Regions from separate parts of the Drosophila melanogaster genome. Here all the other regions are linked to region 2. A link is a contact called in public Hi-C data. All regions are on one chromosome and are shown on one strand. The core of a region is the stretch at or near the end of the contact, and the rest is flanking DNA. Distances in the headings are between cores, read along the strand shown. Region 1 holds the start of CG32313. Region 2 holds the start of CG2211. Region 3 holds the start of rho (rhomboid).

Region 1 (4,533 bases), core at 123-2,622, 210 kb before region 2:
GCATTTACAGCGCTTTAGGGCTCCAAGGCGAGTGATAAGATTGTCTAGAAAAATTGCACAATGCCCTATAACTATTGTTGTTCATATATAAATATGTATATGTCCGTCTCTTTTTCTCAGTCGCCTACGCACCGAACACGAAGTTCATTGAGAAGCCGAAACAGCTGACTCTGATAGTGCGTGTGATCTCTCCAAACACGCGCGTGCACTCTCTCGCTCTCCGCCACTCTGTTATGTTTGGCTGGAAAAGAGCGACCACGCAACGCAACGGTAAAAAGGCGCTTGGGAAAGTGGAGCACGTAGCGTGACTAACACTTGCCCCATTGGAATGACGCTGCCGCTGGGGAAATCGTACGATCGCAGGGTAAAGTACGCCACCAAAATGACGCGTCATCGAGCGAGATGTTGAGAGAGCGGAGGCGTGGGGCGGGTGCTCACCTACTGCAAGTTCGGACACGAAAAATCATACGACAAGCATGACGTGGCGACGGCCAATTAATGGCGTCGTCTTGCCGGCTGCAAAAAGCGAGAAGGAAAAAATCGATAAGCGGTGGCAGCGCAGCAGCTGTTCGTCGCGGGGAATAAACAGAGCAGAGCAGAGCAGGAGACGGTGATTATGTAAACAAGCCTTGAGGAGCAAGAATCCAAAACGCACATTCGGCCTCTGTAGAAAAGACAGAGAACAAGCTTTCGCTCTCTCTCCCTTCTGCTCACGTCATCCGCTCGGCACCGTGAATGTGTCTGCATTTCCCAGTGACCCGCATTGAAAAAACGCACCGAACCAAAATAGTTTCCACTCTCCACTTACTTTCCACTTTCTTCCAACTCGGAACGGTTCTTTCGATTATCGATTGGAGCTGGTCCCTTCTTTTCTCTGCTTGTCGAAGCAAATCTTCGTTTTCGTCTGGAATGACACACACACGAAACGCGGACCACAAGTCACCCCACTCGGTCTGTTAACAATTCGTTTGTTGTTCGTCGGACACAAACACAACTTCGAATAACCCTAGTGAACAAAAGTTGTTAGAGGTGGAAGCGCATCAGTTCCATTTCGATACCATCGATGACGCATGGGGAGACCGATATCTTATCGAATACTTTCACTGTTTTGGGTCGTGGAATGAATGAACTTTAAACAGTTATCGAAATAGTTTAAAAATTCAATTTTTAAATTTGTAGAATGACAATAAAGTGTCAAATTTAAATTTAATTTAATAATAATTCAAAAATAACACTGGCTATGAATCCTAAACCTACCATTTGCGGCAAAAACGTAACATGTTCATTCACAGCATGAAATCTCGAATTCTCGAAATTGTAAATCATATTAATAAAGTTTCCATAAACCTTGCGTATTTAATAATACTATGTGAAAATTGTCATATTCTGGAAAATCTTTCTGCGAAATAAGTAACAAGCAATGAGCATAAAAATTATTTTGTTTTTAATCGCCATCGAGGTAGTACGATCTAACATTTTTCTTCAGTCTGAGAACCCATTTCCTTCTAGTGCAACCAGACAATCGGCATAGGTCTTCGCTCCTTAATCCTGGAGGCTCACAATCGAAGGAGGGCCAAGTACGGTAATCAGCCCATGGTTCTGGACGAAGAACTCTGTACAGAGTGCTCAGAATACGCAGATGCAAGTATTTCAGCCTCAGTATAAAATCCTAAATTATTTAAAATTGAACAGTCTTCATCGTCCTCTAGGAAATAGTCAGGAATGAAGGTGTATATACAGAGAACTACTTGGAATACCTGTATGCAACGGACCCAATATCAGCAAAGCACCTTCAAGTCGTCTGCGTTTTCCGGGAGGCCTTGCCTAGGGAATGTGTTCGAATTTGGTTTCATTACCGAGGCTTCGCCGAGAACACAAAGTATTACAGGTTTACGGCCATGATATGGAACGCCTCCACCAGACTTGGCGTTGGACTAGGCAGAATGTGAGTATCTGATAAAATTACTTCTCCATGGCAAGACGAAGTGCAAGATAATTGCGTCTTCCGCAGACAGGAAACGCGATACCTAGTGGTGAGATATGCTCCTCCTGGAAACATTTTGCGAGAGATGGCGTCCAATGTTCCCAAGCGACCGACAACGTTTTGGGATGCAGAACACATTGTTGACCATGGGTTTGAGTTCGCATAACATTTGCTCGCAATGGCGTCAACAATATATTTGGTAACTGGCTGTCTTTCGTAACGACCTTATTAAATTTATATCTGTGCGGAACTTCCAGAATTTTGTAGATTTTCCAGCGGTATTCGAACTAAATCGTATATATCATTTGCGTATTTGTATTTATTGACTTTCAGGGTCTTAAGGTAGTGTCTGCAAACGTGTTTGGCTAAAGTGTAAAAATAAAGCTTGATTATAACATAAACACCTTTGGGTTAATCTCATTTCACTCACTCAAGTACCAAAATATAATAATATACAAAAAATATGTACGCCATAAGTTGGTCGTTATAAAAAACAAAGATTCTTTGGTAAAATCAACTAAACTAAAAGCTACTGTTGATAATGGAACTCAGGATAATTGACTGGATTTGGTTTCGGATTGGGACACCTTATCTACTAAGCTACACACACGCATACGTTTCAAATATATGGAGATTTTTGAACAACATTTTAGAATTTGTTATAGTAAACGTCTTAATTGCACAGTAAATGTCTTTAAAATTCGATTGCGTCGATGACAAGGAATTTTGTTCAACTTTGGCTTCAGTGTTCCCGGGACTGGCATCCATTACCCTAAAACGTTCAGCGTTTGACTCTGTTTCTTGGCAAGCTGTCGAAGGGTCGAATGGCAAGTGGTTAGTGGCTAGGCTTGGGATTATAGTTAGAACTAGAAATAGGTGTAATAGGGGCAGGAGTTCCTCCGCTTCGCATTAAAAGCTAACAACGAATTCGAGAGTTCCGAGATTCCTCAAGAGCATATGTATGTGAGTATTCTCTAGGTCACTGGTTGCAAATGTCCGTGGGTGAGATGTGGCATGAGTATTGCAGTGGGAGCGTTAGGTATTGCATCCGATCCTCAGCATTGGGACGCGATGCGAATGCCCTGTGTGATTGAGTTTTCCAGCACGATGTGGCAGTCGTCCAGCGGCTCCAGGATTTGGATGAGAAAGGTGAGGAGGTTGCGACGCCTAAGGAAGCTCTCCTCCTCGTACATCTCGTGCGTCACCTTGGTCAAGGCCATTGGCTTTATCAGACGCGTCAGCAGGTGCTCCCGCAAGCTCAAGCAGATAAGCAGCTGGAACTTGCCGTCCTTGCCGAGTGCCGTGCCGTTGATCTCGTCCATAAGCTGTACGTACAGACGCCAAATGCTGGAGATTTCCCGACGTTGCAGGCTGTTTCCTCCGCTGCCGCTTCCATTGCTAAACGAGGAGTCTAGGCTTGAGGATGAGTCCTCCAGCTCCATCTGCAGATTGTGTTCAAACAGCTCCTTGATTTTGGCTGTAATGGTAAAAGGTTTATTCATAAAGCAAATTAAAGCCCTAATGTCTATGTGTCTTACTGAAATAGTCCCAGATGTACAGATTTCGTCCAAAGAATCGCGCCGACCGGAAGCCGCAGAGGAAGACCTGCTCCAGACACTTGACCAAACCATCGTCCCCGCACAGCAGGTTGGTCAGGGTGCCCACATCCCGATCCCGGCTGGGCTTATAATGCCATTTGACCAGCACGTTGACGCAGTTGCCCAGCTGGTGTTGAATCTCTGATGGTGCCAGTGTCTCCTGGCGCTGCACACTGGGGCTCCGCGTCCGTGGAGGGGTGCGCGTATCAGATCCAGGAACTAACTCTGCATTCTTCGCGTTCGTCAAAACACGTTGGCCCACCAGCAGTCGCTCCGTGGAATCGTCATCCACGCCACGGCCCAGCCAGCGCCCACAAGGGAATCTTTTTGGGTTAAGAAAATATTGTGTTACTCAAAGCCCATGGTTGAACAACTTGCTGTTAGCTCACTTGTAGGTGTGGCCGGTGACCTCATTGCGCATCACCACCTGCTCAACCAGCCACTTGTGGCTGGGTCCCGAGTTGTCGTGTCCAATGCGCATGGTTGTCAGTAGGCCAAGGTTCTTGTACTGCAAATGAAAGGGAATTCAATAGGTGGCTATCTGAAAGTGATGATGCACGAGCGAAAAGCTTACATGGAATATGAACTCCAAGGATCCCTTCGGCACGGGCACCCGTTGCGTTTCGTTCATGGTGCCCGAGACCATGATCCAGACATTGCTGGAGGTGTGGTAGGAGCCGTACTTGCGGGAGGGGAAGATCACGACGCGGTAGGGCAGCTCTGTGGGCGGGAAGGGAATGCGAAACCAAGAGGAGTGTGAGCACAGGCAATATATTGGACTGCTAGCGTGACCTACTCGTCGTGGGGTATATGTTGGTAAAGCTGAAGTAGTCCACCGTGTTCAAAGTGAGCAGATGGTAGAGAAACTGTTCCTTCTCCTCCTCGCAGCGCAAGAAGGCCGATCGCTTGTACAGAGATCGCAGCAGAGCCTCATCGGAGAGCAGGGTACGA
Region 2 (4,732 bases), core at 1,541-4,040:
CCTCCTGGGCCCCTCGTTTCCGTTGGTCCCCCTCCAATTTTTGTTCATTTAAGGCACATGCCAGATGGTTCCGTATCTCTATTGCACCATCCAGGCTCCAAACTGCACCGGTGAGGGATAGTCCCACCTCCTGGCTGTTTCCATTCAAGGGCTCGCCCTTTAAGTTGCTCCAAACAGCCACGGGGGCGGAGCAACCCCCTCCCAAAGTCTTCAGGAAGCTTCGTTCTGCTAGGATGCGGCACGTTGTATTCAGGCACATAAGTTTCTGCAGCATTGCCAGCACTTGGTCGTCATTAGCCCGACACTCCACGGCCAGGGCTCCTTGGCCAACAGCATAGAGCAAGTCGGTCGGCTCCAGCACCTGGCTAATACGACTCATCCAGCCCATTCTCACCAAGCCGGCCTGAGCGAGTATGATGCCGGAGAACTTGGAATCGGCTGCATCCAGCTTGGCCAGTCGAGTATTTAGATTTCCACGGATGTCGCACACCGTCAAATGGGGATACATCCTGCGAATCTGGGCTGTGCGACGAAGAGATGAGGTTCCTGTGGATATAGGGTACATTTGAATCATTTTAATCACAATTAGCCATATTTGTCACACCCACCAATCACGCTGCCCTTTGGAAGCGAGGCTATCGTGTGGCCCTTGAAGTTCTCCCGCAGAACGAGGGCGTCCCGCGCATCTTCTCGCTCCAGCACGGCTCCGATGGCCATTCCTGTTGGCAGGGCTGTAGGCAGATCCTTGAGGGAGTGCACCACAAAGTCAACGCCACCGTTGCGCAGCGCATCCTCGAGGTCGCGGGTGAACAGGCTCTTCTCGCCAATCTTAGGAAGGGAAACGTTCAGCACACGATCGCCAAATGTCGACATGGTGTCTGTAAAATACAATTAGACCGGTTGAAACAACATAGCGTTTTGTATTTATCTTACTAAATATTTAACTTTGATAAGCGATTTCATATTCATTATCGTACACAATTTACTTCTTCTGACCTCAGAAATTGTACCCACTTGAAACGACATCTTAGATCAATAATCTAAGGATGGCGTTTCCATAATTGCAGTTTGTTATGTCATCATCACCTGATAAGGAACCCAGTAGCACGCCAGGTTCTCCACTTTACGACAGCAATCAAGCGAGACATGCAAACGGAATAGGTATATCTCCCCAATTTCCCCTTTCCTAGTTTGGACCCGCAGCGATAATGTCTTTTCCAAATGTTTTGCTTATCGGACCGGGAATAGAATTTGAATAAAAGCGTATATCAAAGAGGGAAATTGCGTGCGAGGCGTTGAGTAAAGCACTTGGCAAATTTTATGTCAATGAAATATGGATAGGGCAAGTGAAATCCAACAATTTCAAATAGATTACGGTGGTGCTAGCCATGATAAAGCCACACCGACTGACTCATCGTGGGTGCTTCCAAATGTATTTCCATAAACTGGCCAATCTTATCGGGTTCAAAGGTACTCAACATGCCTGTGCAAATACAATTTCAACAGATTTCCCATAATGTCGCCAGAAAGTGCGACTCTTATCGAATATTTCACTGCGATCAGAGATAGACCGATCGAATGTCGTATCACTTCATCCAAACAAAAATTCTCACGTAATGTGGTTCAGCCAACAGAATTTATATGGCCAAAACAGTTTGGTAGTTCCAAAGAATAATAATTATCTCTAGTGCTGATTATTTGCCCGCTACTGTATGTTTGTGCGTATGTGTGAGTTGGCATTCCCTAATCTCGGGAGAAACAACAACAGCACAGCCATTGACATTGAGCAAACTTCGGCAAATGGCACGTGAGCGGAAAAGAGATGACGAAAGAGCGAGAGCAATGAATTTAGAGAAGCCGATATGCATAAAGCCGATCGTATGCAATCCCATTTAAACAGTCGCAACATTTGCTATGACCACTATCAGAACGCTAGATAAGCATGGCTCCTGCTGGAATTTCCACAAGTCATGCTTCGTGTAGAGTTTCTAAAGGCCCCTGTGCAGCATGACTGCGCTGTTTACATGTATGTATGTAAGCACTTCCAACTCCCTTTCAGTTTGCTGATCATGAGTTTCCAATTCCCCTTCCAGCCGGTGCCCCAATATTTATCAACCCCGACTTTCACTTACGGATCTCGAATTTCTGCTTGGGATATAGCTTCTGCAGGCGGCCGATGACATGTTTGGTCTGAATCAGAGCGAGCTGAAAAGGGGGAAGGGGGTTAAATTGTTTAATAGAGTGCCTATTATATGCTAAATGCAAATTAACAGAGAGAAGGAGAGAGTAGGGCACTTAGCTCGCAAATAAGTCAAGTAATTTCAAATTGGAATGCCAGCAGCACACAGGTGGCCTTCACTTCGAGCACGATCAAAGGTGGCGGCTCAGTGCAATTAACACAAAAATTATTAAAAGGCCCAGCTTAAAATCAAGTTTTCAAATGGGGTCCATACAAAAACAAGTACAGTGCGGGCTCGACAGAGGAACACATTTGTTTTGTGTATTATTCGTTTTTTCTACTTTCGGTTAATTATGTTGGTTTACTTTGCGAAAGTGCACTGTATTAGTTTGGCCTCTCTCTCTCACCCTCTCTGTCTGCCTCTCTCTTCCTCTCATTCTGCAAAAGTGCGTACTGTTGCTATAGCGAATTGTGTAACAGTAACCAAAAAGCAGAGCAAGTACAACAACTGCAATAACACCACGCGGAGAGCAACAAGTCTTGCATAAGGGAGGGGGAGACGGGAGAGAAAGAGAGAGCCACGAAAATGTGATTGAAATTCAAATGCAGCACTTCCAATTCGAATTCCAAGCGGATGTAGTATGCACATATTTTAGTTCTCGTCGCCTTTAACACACTTACCTCGCTCTTTCGCGATCCAACGCGTATAACCTTTTCCTGCGCCGACATTATAGGCGCTCTAATGTTTTGCTAATAAGTGTTGCACAACAATTGTTTATGCTGGGTTATTTGTTCGTTGTTCCTGTTGTTGTTGCAAAGTGAAAGTGTGTGCGAGAAGGACAGCTTTCGGGGTCACGTTGACAGCCAAAGAAGGAGGAGTGCTGATTAGAAAACCGAGCCCGGATGAACGATAAAAGATGAATGAAAACGTAAATGCACGCACTATTCAAGACACATTTTTGAGTTATTGTCACGTTGGCTTTGTACTAATCAGCAGAAAATCCCAGCCCGAACGATCTTTCCAAATTTTTAGCTGCTGGCCGATACTACGACCGAGCAAAGAGCGAAAAGTGAATGACAAGTGTGACCGCGGGCGAACCGTTAAAATATACGAAGAACGGCTGACAGGGCTGGCGAGTGCATGGGCACAGTTTGTGACTGAAGCCAGAAAAAATACTAAGCGTGACTAAAATTAGTTCAGTGTATAAATGTTAAAAATTACTTAAATATTTTTGACAATATAAGTGAAAGCAATACTTATACCCGCACATCATTTACAGCCCTATTAACATTTTAAGTTGTAAATATCTAAACTACCAAAACGAAATATTTGGTAAATTATGAAGCCCTGACAACTCTGTAGTCGATAGGCAAAAGAGCTCGCGCCATGAGCCTATCGTTCTCAGCTGTTTGGAAGCAAAACAAAGGGGAAGGACTATCAATTGGAAATGTTTCTGGTGAGGAATAATAAGTACTGAAGAAATGCAAAATAATAAAGGGCTGAACGGTCCAGTTCATCAGCCGTCCCACGCGGACGCTGGGCAACCGAATGCAGGCGGTTCGGGAGCGCTTGGGTCCGGACTTAGCTGATCAACTGGACGCTCTGCATCGTAATGTGATGCGGACTGGTCTGGTGTCCACACAGGAGCTGGAGGAGGCATTCCGCAAAACGCGCGACATGGACCACAACCCGAACCGGTTGAATCTGCTCTGGCTGCTGGGCATCGTGTTCTTCATCATGGTGGCCACCCCGGTCTTTTATGAGACCATCTCGTTCCTGCTCGGAGTGCGTTGCTTTCTGCCCAACAACTACTTGGTATGGGAGGCCACCAGGCCCATTAGTGACTGCGAGTTTTGTAAAGGGGTGAGGGCTCCCCTGATCTTGGCCAATCTCACCATGGAGGAGTTTGCACCGCACGCGTACTCCTCAATGCCCATCATTGTGAAGAGGGCGGTGGCTCACTGGCCAGCACAAAAGAACCTCAGCTTTGCCTTCATAAAAGAATTGTACGAAAGTGTCCCGGGAGCAATGGACTCAGATTGCCAGTTTCTGCACTTCAACTCTGATCTCAAGTCGCTGAAGCATGTGTTTTCCATGTCCGCGGAGCGTTCAAATCTTACTCAAGGAGTGCCCTGGTTCGTGGGCTGGAGTGTCTGCCAGCCGGCCGTCCTGGCGGAGCTCAGAAAGCTGTATCCCCGCCCGCATTTCCTGCCCTTCGATGCTGAAATGCCTCACACGGACTTCATATTAATGGGCTACGAGCAAGGGGCTGTGATGCATGTAAGTAAAAACCAAGAAATCAACGAATATTATGACTAATCTTTCAATTATTATAGCTTGATTACATTCCCCGCCTGTTGTGGCAAGCTCAGTTAAGTGGCAACAAGACCTGGTTTCTGGCACCTGCTCCTGAATGTGACCACCAGTGTCAGCCCTTCTCCTTCTATGTGGAGCCCGGAGATGCTGTGTTGGTGGACACACGCATCTGGTACCATGCCAATTCAATTCCCAAGGGTCAGTTTTCGCTCACCGTTCAGTCCGAGTATGGATGA
Region 3 (4,815 bases), core at 1,629-4,128, 130 kb before region 2:
GAATGCCAAAAAACAGCTGGATGACGATATTGAAGCCCAGGTGGAACCAGTTGGCGTGCAGGAACATGTAGCTAAAGAAGCGCCACACCTGCAGACGCCGGTCCGGCCGATAGACCAGCACCGAATCCGACGGAATCGGAACGGGTAGCCCGAAATTCTGGGCGGGCATTGTGTAGCGGTCGTAGGCGAAGATGGCAATCTAAAATGGACAGAGACGCAAAGAATTGGGGGTTAGTTCTGGGCTCTCGCTCTGATTTATGTTGTTGCTGTCTGGCACGCGACCACGTTCCAAATAAAGTCTTATGAGAATGCTTAGGGGCGAGTCCTGCCAACTTGGCAGGGCTTCAAACTCACTAAACTCATACGCCCCGTGGGCCGCCCTGTTTATTTGATATTCGTGCTAGTTTCTATACGAAGCAAATTATTTCCAATACGAATGTAAGGGGTCATGTAAAAGTGTATTGTTTATTTTAAACTCAATGTTCCAAGTTACCAATTTCGCTATCAAACTAACTATCATTTCCATCTTCTCATCTTCCACTGTTTTTCACATGACAATTTTTGGTCTGCCCTTAAAAAATAAAAAAAAGAAAAAACTACGAACGGTCTGGTTTCATAAACTTTTCTGTTCGCTTTTTTTCCTTCGGCTGTTTTGTTGTTCAACTTGTTTACAATCGATTTTCGGGGGCGCCAGCGAGTCAGACGCAGAAAACGAAACACGAAAAGCGAGGAAAACTCTCGGAAAACTTCCGCCCTTCGTCGCCGCTTTCCGCCCCCTATATCATTTTTATCGCTCTTGGGATGAAAGTTTGCGGCTTCTTTGATTTAATGGGTTGAGTTACTGAGTTCGCTGTGTGTGTGCTTACCTCAATGATGGAGATCACTAGGATGAACCAGGGCCAGTGCTGGCGGTGGACGTACTTCAGCAGGCCGATATCCTCCGACTCCGGAAGTGGCGTGGCCGGGATGGCCTCGCGTTGCATGTAGATGTGCTCGCCTTGGCGGGTGCAGCAGGTGCTGCTCGCCGTGCTGCAATCGGTGTCGTACGACGAGGAGTTGGAGGAACTGGAGCACGCGGCGGGAATGTCAATGATGGTCTCCTTGGCGGCGGTGGCATGCTCCTCCTCCTGCGACGCCTCCTTCTCCTTCTCCTGGCCCAAATCCACCTTGGTTTCGTTTACATTCTGCGTTAAGTTCTCCATGCTGGCGCCGTTGAAGAAATTCTGGAGAAAGAGAGGAGCGCATAAAGTGTGTAATTAATTAACTTGAACCGAACAATAAACAAAAATCAATTAAGTGCATAAGTTATTCATAAAACGCAGCACAAAACAAGAGCAATTACAACACTTCAGAAAAACCAGAGTGTGTGGGGAAATGCAGCAGAAATAAAAGAAAAGCGAAGGAAAAGCCTGCTTCTTTGTGGGTAAGAATTTTGTTTATGGCCTGGGACACGGATTCCGATGCCTGCAACTTCCTGGCTGCTTTTCCCCGAAGGGAAAACTGGGTCAGCTTGTGTGAGCTAACCATAAAATTTGATGGGCCAAGTTTGCTTTTGTGGCCCGAAATTAGCTGGACAAAATTGAAGATGTAGCTTGTGTAGCATCTACGCCGTTACATAAACTGCACTTTCAGCCCTGAAATCATCTTCGCTAATGGCCAACTAATCAGCTAATGGCCAGGCATTATTGTAATTCATTGCCCAGAGACATTTCCTCACAAATTATGTTAATCGCATTCGATTCAATTACAGTCACAGCACAAATCTTCTTAAATTCCCCAAACAACTGTTCGTCGCAACAAGGAAAAAAAATAACAAATTCATTGCCTTGCTCAACAAAAAAAAAAAAAATAAACTTAAAAAAACGCGTTTCTCCCACTCACACTCATTGTGTTCGCATATGCCCCCTCTCTCTCTTTCGCCTCAAGTCGCATTGCACACACGCACCGTTGTTGCTTTTGTGTCTGCTACCTACACTGCTCGAAAAAGTGAGTGGGTGCCGTGCCTTGGCTGGCGCTCTTTTCATGTTCTTCATTTCGGTTGCCTAGCAATTTCAATAAGGCACGAAATCGCAGTCGGCCGCTTATTAATTAATTTATTTATTAACTTTAATTGCAGACTGCACCGAATGTCCATGCGAGCATGAAGAAGAGATGTCGAAAGCGGGCTTTAAGACATAATGAATTAATTCATTCGGCCTTCTTTTCATCATTTCTTTCTTCTCATTTTTTTTTTTTGTCTGTTTGGTCAGAAACATAGTTTCACATGGCCCGCGGTGTAATTTGCATTTTTTATGCTTTCTGCTGCACTCGCACCCCTAAAAAAAAAAACGGGCAAAGGGTGCGAGCGAGAGAGATAGAGCGAGCGGGCACACAGGTTGAACAAACTCATTACGCCTCTAAGTTGAAATGCTTTTGTTTTGCCGCTGTGACAATTTCTATTGCAATTTGCACATTTCTTGCATATCCCTTGTGGCTTGTAGCTTGTATCTCGCAACTCATATTTTGTATCTTGTATCTTTTAGCTCTCGCGCATTTTCTCATTAGGGTCGGGGGCTTACCTTAGGTTTTTCTGCCTGTCGCAATGTTTATAATCCAAAATGCGTGGGTTTCTTGTAATCCAAATGTCTTTAGTTAGCTGGCATATTCGCACGTTTTTCACTCGCTTTTTTCGGCTCGCACATTGGTAACTTAGTTTTGCTGCTCGTAAATCCAGGAGCTTGTATTCAGATATTCTTGAGATATATATTCTCTGCTTGCACCCACACACACGACAATTTGAATATTTCTTTCTTTCAGTTTCAATTTCAGTTTCGAGTCGCAGTCCGACTTTCTCAGTTTGATGATCTCGCGCTCGCGGCTCGCACGCAACTGACTTTCGAAAGGCAAGGCAGCCGGCCTTTATAAGTGCTCGCTGTGCGGTGCAGTATAAGAGAGCCACTTCGAACATGTTGTGTTTTGGTTCGGCCGTATAAGTGTTGCATGGCACATCCGGATCTTGTCTTGTGTGGGTGGGTGGGGTGTGCGCACTGCAGTCACTCGACTGCTGCAGCTCGAGGCGAGCGGTTCGAAGGTTTTTCGTCGCTGGTTATTCACTGGTTTCCCCCATCTGCCGCCTTGCCACATAACGGTGAATGACTCATCCAGACGGGCCAGCACTTCTTGCCAATGCCACTGACTAACAAATGCGTCGTCTTCTGTCTTCTGTCTTCTCGCCGATCTCCAGCGATCTGCGCTTTGTCATGGCCTACTACGCAGATCTGAGCTCTAATCTCTGCAATGTTGCGAAATTCTAGCAAGGCCTTTGCGTTTAATTGCCTTTCAGCAAAACCGACTTTTATCTCATTTTATATTATTACTAGTAATATATATTAACGTACTAGAAGAGGTTTAAGCTCATTTTAGTTGTATTTGTAAAGGTACCAAGTCCATTGTTTTGCTGAGTTTCCCGTCGATGCCTTTAAACAAAGACAAGAAAGTCAAACAAATTGTTAACACAATTAAAGATGATGAAATCGGTAGTAGCAGTCGCTTTTTCTTTAGCTCCGCACTTTCGAATAGTTTCCAGAAATAACTTCAATGTCACAATTGCTCACAATGGTAATGTAAATTAGTTTCTAAACTAAAAAAACTAGCAAAACTATTTGCTTGCTTAGAAATAGTTTTAAAATTCCTCTATTGATACGTAACCGTTCAATAGCTAAAACATTGCTTCTATAATTCTGTTGTTTTTAAGGGAACGTGCCACTGCAAGTGGCCAAAAATGCAAATAAAGTATATCGGCTCAGCAATGCAGAACATGTCATGGAATCGAATTCGAAACCGAGCCCCGTCCTGATTCCCCTTGATTCCCCGATTCCCCGTAGAAGATCATCATTGTCAGGGGTTTCGAATTTCACACCTTTTCCAGCGAGAGCTCCCTCGGAGGCGTTGAGCGAGCAGATAGAAATCGGTAGCAAAAATAAATATTTATACAAATTATTAGGCAGCCTGAGCCGTTGCAGTCACGAGTTCGCGGGAAAGGTCACCACGGCATGTTGCACAAAAGGAGTAGCTTTCGGCTTCCTGGCCGAAAGGATCGAGACGACGTGGTTACGTGTTTTGCATGATAAGCTGGGAATTTACACAGATCTAATAGATAGATATACCCATCCTGGCCAGTCATCCTCATCGGCGGCATGAAAACTCCCGCATGAAAAGTGAAAATATTTTCACTGGGCGCAAAAGAGAGGCGAAACAGATTCAGAGTCCTCGTCCTCGTCCACTGAGATTTATGATGACTTTTTAACATGTGCGTGCAACAGGTAAGCAGATACGAAAACACAGTTGCTGCACTACATGCCCATGACCAGGCACGTCATCAGCTCGGAGTTTCTCAGCTCATCTTCATCGTAAATCCTTTTTTCCCACGTTCCCTCAGGTCGAGTTCCTCCATCCTCCATTGCTGCGTTTTCATTGTGCCAGACACGCATTGCCAGCACTCCACGGACATGGACCCACTGGCACTGGCAAGGTCAGCCACCGTACCAAAGCAATCTCAGCCACCCAAAACACTCGAGCTCGAATTCAGGTAACCGAGTGGGCGTGGGTAGGACGTGGGCTTTTCCCACGCAGGACAGGACGTTGATTCCTGGCCCGTCGCCCGGGAATTTCCCCCAAAACATGTGCTCAACATATGCGAGTGCCTCATGGCATCGCGAATCAGGAAATTCCGCCCGCCACTTGCGCTTCCCGCCGCACAGCAAGGTGTCCTTTTTCCGCTTCCCAGAGTTTCGTTTCGCGACTTTTTGTTGCAGCCGCACTTGTCTTCCGCAAGTT

Evidence for each region. A called contact is a pair of places that touch in the nucleus more often than the background predicts.
Region 1: a contact with region 2 is called in a Hi-C map of the Kc167 cell line, with 2.0 times the contacts expected there. The contact joins the promoter of CG32313 here to the promoter of CG2211 in region 2. A contact is called at or near these places in 22 of 107 Hi-C or Micro-C datasets (the Clone 8 cell line, the D17-c3 cell line, the Kc167 cell line and 10 more) and 2 of 6 datasets of contacts at active chromatin or transcription factors (both in the Kc167 cell line).
Region 3: a Hi-C map of the Kc167 cell line shows a contact between it and region 2, with 2.2 times the contacts expected there. The contact joins the promoter of rho here to the promoter of CG2211 in region 2. A contact is called at or near these places in 5 of 107 Hi-C or Micro-C datasets (the Kc167 cell line, the ML-DmBG3-c2 cell line, the S2 cell line and 1 more) and 1 of 6 datasets of contacts at active chromatin or transcription factors (the S2 cell line).

The regions. Positions count from the first base shown.
Region 1 is chr3L:1,542,582-1,547,114 of dm6, reverse strand. CG32313 reads left to right here and starts at 1,372. Exons shown (of 4, transcript NM_167891.3): 1 at 1,372-1,459; 2 at 1,510-1,641; 3 at 1,710-1,945; 4 at 2,012-2,287. The coding sequence starts at 1,421. The coding sequence ends at 2,150. pns (pinstripe) reads right to left here. Exons shown (of 15, transcript NM_206232.2): 11 at 4,379-4,533; 12 at 4,157-4,302; 13 at 3,972-4,090; 14 at 3,523-3,905; 15 at 2,292-3,461. Pcyt1 (Phosphocholine cytidylyltransferase 1) reads right to left here and starts at 1,023. Exons shown (of 4, transcript NM_001299969.1): 1 at 809-1,023.
Region 2 is chr3L:1,333,417-1,338,148 of dm6, reverse strand. It overlaps CG2211, which reads left to right and starts at 2,790. Exons shown (of 4, transcript NM_138258.3): 1 at 2,790-3,108; 2 at 3,177-3,636; 3 at 3,693-4,460; 4 at 4,517-4,732. The coding sequence starts at 3,628. The coding sequence ends at 4,732. It overlaps Hmbs (Hydroxymethylbilane synthase), which reads right to left and starts at 3,260. Exons shown (of 4, transcript NM_138259.3): 1 at 2,861-3,260; 2 at 2,133-2,205; 3 at 609-878; 4 at 1-546. The coding sequence starts at 2,908.
Region 3 is chr3L:1,461,874-1,466,688 of dm6, reverse strand. rho (rhomboid) reads right to left here and starts at 2,878. Exons shown (of 4, transcript NM_001274326.1): 1 at 2,559-2,878; 2 at 867-1,223; 3 at 1-199. The coding sequence starts at 1,202. All of the region lies in intron 3 of Ptp61F (Protein tyrosine phosphatase 61F), which reads left to right. lncRNA:CR44842 (long non-coding RNA:CR44842) reads left to right here and starts at 3,888. Exons shown (of 2, transcript NR_124753.1): 1 at 3,888-4,301; 2 at 4,418-4,815.